2 separate regions of the Gossypium hirsutum genome follow, and region 2 is linked to region 1. A link is a contact called in public Hi-C data. All regions are on one chromosome and are shown on one strand. Each heading gives the region's core, a stretch centred on a gene start, on an enhancer-like site or on the middle of the called end of the contact. The rest is flanking DNA. Distances are from core to core; before and after follow the strand shown.

Evidence for each region. Hi-C and Micro-C count contacts between places; a contact is called where the count stands out from the background.
Region 2: a contact with region 1 is called in a Hi-C map of hypocotyl, with 2.9 times the contacts expected there. The contact joins the enhancer-like site here to the promoter of LOC107947046 in region 1. A contact is called at or near these places in 6 of 34 Hi-C or Micro-C datasets (hypocotyl, leaf, petal and 1 more).

The regions. Positions count from the first base shown.
Region 1 is chrD12:58,852,399-58,854,973 of Gossypium_hirsutum_v2.1, forward strand. It overlaps LOC107947046 (phosphoglycerate mutase-like protein AT74H), which reads right to left and starts at 1,302. Exons shown (of 5, transcript XM_016881594.2): 1 at 756-1,302; 2 at 532-651; 3 at 20-233. The coding sequence starts at 1,299.
Region 2 is chrD12:58,925,780-58,928,354 of Gossypium_hirsutum_v2.1, forward strand. It overlaps the pseudogene LOC107947050. Among protein-coding and RNA genes, the nearest start is that of LOC107947049, 19 kb to the left of the region's middle. Within about 2 kb of position 1,277, at least 3 of the 9 cell types and tissues checked have an H3K27ac peak or open chromatin away from gene starts, as enhancers often do.

The DNA of each region.
Region 1 (2,575 bases), core at 52-2,551:
TTTTGGGCTGAAAAAGTACCTTCCGCCATAACCTTTTTGCATGACAATCAAGTTACCATTGCCCATGTTATTGAGTCCTTCAAATTGTTGCACAGTCCATTTATACCATCTCATTAGAAACACACGCAAGGCTAGGCCATGTGAGACAATAATTAAGTTCACGTTTGGGCTTTGTTCGCCTGGTGGCTGAAACCGTCCAATATCAATATCTGCCTTAAGTGTTTCTCTGAATCCTGTTTCATTTCATTATATAAAAAATTTAGGTACCAAAATTAAATTTTAATTTTTAGTATAGTAAAAATATAATTTTACTATTCCTATATTTTTATAATTTTTAAAGTATCAAATTAAATTTTTATCATTTATAGAGAGACTAAAGTATAATTTTACCATTACTAATTTAAAATTTTTTAAAAATTAAAACACCTAAATGAAAAAATTTTCATTCAAGGGTCCGGGCCTACCAGCCCCCTGGCTACTCTGATCATTGGCTAATCTACTAAAAAATGCCTTATATTTTACTAGTATTACCTGTGATCCTGTCATAGACATCTGCTGCTGATTCTCCGTTAGGAAAACGGTAAAAGAAACGACCATAGCGCAGCCGAAGAGCTTTGTCAAGTCTCATTTTCTCCCTGTCCTGAAAATTCCCTTTCGCCAAACACAATCATGGCGAAAAATGGCAAGCAAATTAAATATTTAAGGCGTTATCTAAATGACAGCAATCGATGCATGCATGAGATAGAGTGACCTACCAAAATCCTGCTCCCGTATACGAGGCTCTTCCCTCATGCCTGAAATTCTAGACCGCTCGAACGCAAGACCCAAGTGCCGAAGTGTTTCGAGTGTCCTTTTATAAGGTGACACGTAGAAATAGACCTTCCAATCATTGGCTCCATCTTTCTCGATCATTTCCCTTATCCTCCATCCACATTCCTCGGCCTCAGCCTTGCCTTTCTCGGTTAAATCAATCTTGGGATCAGGAACTCGTGTGTAGACCGTCTCATCGACGTTCCCTTCACTCTCTCCGTGCCGTACAAGTATTATCCGGCGAGGCCTAGGCGGACGAGGAGTTGATGATGTTCCGGGATGTGTTGAAATACCCTTTTCAGGGAAATCAATAGTGTTGGTCTTTATGTATCCATTACTAGAGATTTCAAGGGCTTCTTTTCCAGTTCCAAGGCATTGTGTAGGATTATAAGTGGGTAGTTTTCTTCGCCAAAGTGGGAGAAATGATGGTGGTGTGGAAGTAAGAGTGGCCACCATACTTTGAGAGTTCAAAGGTCTGCTTTCACACATGAAGAATTTAAGAAAATATATATAAGGAAAGAAAATATCATCTCAGCTTGCAATGAGGACCATGAATTTAATGGGACACATGTTACTAATAATAGTGGTCCAGGCAGCTTGGAAACTGAAGAAGACTATAAAAATTTGTACGGTCCAATTCCAAGTTCACAGGGAGCTAGACGGAGCTCGTTTCTTCGTCCATCATTTTCAGTGGGTAAGGCCCTTCTTGTTCACTTGCGCTTTAACTCCACGTTTCTGCAAATATGGTGTCGTTTCCATTGTTTTGCTCCATCTCTCGTGGATGTAAATGGATGTGGTACAACTTTGAAGAGACTTTTCTAACCTTTTTCTGTAAATTTAAATTCAAGTACTGAAAAGACAAATCCAAAACCAAATACGATGAATCAATCAAAAAGAGTCCAGGTGCCACCCTTTGACAATTATTTTCCATGTTTTGAGAGCAGTGGCAGACGAAAAGCTAGGCGATGGCTGGCTGAATTTAATTGGAATCTCAAAACTACATCCAATCCATTAAAATACAAATTGATTTAACCTGATTTTGATTAAAAAAAAAAGAGAGAGAGTAAAAATTGAAATAAAATTTAAAATTATACATGTAATTATGTACATCAAATTTGATAAAAAGTACCATAAAAAATTTTATATTCGGAGTTTGGTTGTGTTTTGTCCCTTTTACTTGAAAGATGGGTAAATTAATTATTATACCTTAGATCAAATATCAAAATTGGTTATTTCTATTAAAAGTATCATTCATTTTTACTATTAAAAATCGGTGTGACTGATGAAATAACTAGACAGTTACACCTGGTATACCACGTGTACCTTGTGCTGATGTATAAGGACCAGTTTTTAACAGTAAAAATGGATTGAATTTTTAACAGAAGGATCAATTTACTATTTGATCTAATGTATAGAGACCAATTTGCCTATTTGTTGAGCAAAGGGGCAATAAAATACAATTTGATTGCTACTATAAGAGCCCCTATGGTACTTTTACAAATGAAACTTTGATTGTGGTTCAAATATGTAAATGAAATTTTAATTTTGATTCAATTACACGTTTAAAGGAATAAATACATCAATTTATTTGTGTATACAAGATATAAAAATAATATGACGCTACATTGATAATTGTGTTAATAGTTCATGAGAATTGGAGCAAATAAAAATTTCATATATAAAATTGTAAATTAAACTAAAATTCATACATATTTTGAGATTTATATCAAATACTTTCGATAATTACCTGAATCCAAAACAACAT
Region 2 (2,575 bases), core at 27-2,526, 73 kb after region 1:
TTTGGATGAGAATAATTGTATAATTCAAAACTGAGCTATAAAAAACCTATGAAAATTATAGTAAGAAGAAAAAGGAAAAAGAAAATATAAGACAATGGGAAGATAATACTCTGTTATTGGACTACATAAGTTTGTATATAGATCCTCAACTATCATGTCATAATACGAATATGATAATTAAATCTCGTTTTGGTGTTATAGAATTTATTACGTACATCCACTTTCATTTAGGATTTATAATGCTCCTTGAAAGTTTTATTAGGTAAACAAATCTTGTGAGATAAAAAATTATGAAGAAAGTCGCAAGTTTTCTTGTAATTTAATTCAACAAAACCATGGTAAAGGAAAAGATGACAATATCATTTAACATCTTTGAATCAATGTATTTCAATTTTGTTTACTAACTCTCCAAATATTACTGTTGGTAATGCCTTGGTCAAATTATTACTTCGGAAACACATTTTTATCTTGCTATGCTTTGAAATTATTTTTACATGATTTGAAGAGACATCAATTGATATTTGTTTTGTCAAACGTCAAGATATAATTGTACCTCCATGATAAGTGCATATTTATGATATGTTTTCGAGTCATTTGTATTTTTGTGTTTTGGCTTGTTTTAAAGTAAAGTTGCCTAAATTTAGTCTCATTTTAGTGTGTTGTTTACTTAGGTTAACCATGATAGGTTATATATGCATTTTAGTTTAAATTTTAGCATTTAAATAAATTTGGTTTGGTTTTTATTTTTTGAAAAAAAGACTGAAAAAAGGTCTACTCAATTAATAGAATCTTTGATCACGAATGCATGAATATTTTCGGGATAATCCGTCGCAAAGGTCCAATTACAAGATTTTTTAATGGTATCTTTACAAATAAAATTGGCCATTTTATTACAAATACAACTGGTCCAACAAATAGAAACAGACTCAAATATTTTCATAGTTTTAAGAATCTCCTTGATGCGCGTGCCCATAATGGTGATCTCCAAATCATGTTTTTTTACCCTGTTTGTTATACTGCACAGTCAATTTCAATTAAAGCTTTTGAAATATTCAGTCTTTGCCAGCTTCAAGCTTTCCTCGGGAGCATAGATTTCTGCCCATTCAACGGTCAACACTTCTTCTTTAAAGCCCCCTCCTCCTCCAATGACAAAGCCATCTTTGTCCCTAGCAATCATCGCATAACTAGTTCTATTTGGAGCAACAACAGCATCGAAGTTTAACTTTTATGAACCCGCAAGGAGGCTTTTTCCATTTATGACAAGCAGGGGCAATTGGGATCAAAGGGTTGTTTACCAGATTATGGATACAGAACTCGTTGCTGAGAGTTTTAGCTCTCTCCCAAACCACCCTAGCTTCATCCTCTTTGCCCCGAAAAATGTAGTTATTGTGGTTGTTCCAGTTGTTCCAAAGAATAGTGAAAAAGTCAGCAACAACTTTTTTATCTAGCACGCGCAACATATCCTCGAGCCAATCGATGCAGCAAGCATAATTCTTCGTGAGAAGCCTGTTATCCAACCCTCCAATTGTAAGAATGGTACTGGCATTCGGGCAATCTTTTAATGCATGGGATAAGTGTCGAAAAACAGCCTGTTTTTAGTGGTGTCTGAAAACAGTGATTTTGAGACCACAAATCCGATGAGTAAGTTTATAATAATAATTATCTAATTCATATGAGTTCACTATAATTTTATATTGAATTTTGACTTGATGAATTTTAGCCAAAAGAATAAATAATTTAGTTTAAGTAGTTTGTCCCCAAAATCAAATGATTTCGAAAAATGAGGTAACAGGATCTCGTTTCTATAAAACGAGCTCATAAATATTTTTATTAAATATTTACAAAACTACTATTTAGGTATGTGAAGGTTCGGTTCGGAAATTTTATTGTTTAATTAGTTAATTAAAGAAAAATGACTAATTTGTAAAAGACATAAAACTTAATCGCTATTGGATTTTAATGATTAAATGGCTTAATCAATTTAAGTGGAAGGGTTTTTATGGAAAATAGTAGTTTTGGTGGACGGTTAAAGCATAAAATTATAATTTTATATGTTAAAACTTAAGTTAAATCATAAGAATAAGAAAATAAAAAGAAAAGGAATTAAGCATTATCATCTTTCTTTTTCAACATTTGGAAACCCAAAACACCATGGTTGTTTAACTAAAAGCTTCGGTCACCTCTTCCACCCTTGCATGGTATGAATTCTTAGCCTATTTTTAGTGAATTTATGTTTTTGAGATCGTCGTAACTTAATCTAGCTAACTCATGGATTATTTTGTAAAACTGCTAAAAATTTTGGAAGCTACCATTGATGATTTTTAGTTGGTTTTGATGTTAGATGAAAGATTTATAATCTTGGTTGTTGTTTAGGACTATTTTGTAAAGGAAATTTTGATAGTTCTGAATTTAAGGACTAATATGAAATTTTGCAAAATTTGGCATATTAAATTTTAAATTTTTTAAGGGCTATTTGAGGGTGATATGCTGTTCGTTTTTAAATATTAGGAATGAAATGTGTAAATTTAAATAGTTTTGGCTTTAGGGGTTAAATTGAAAGAAATGTAAAAGTTTA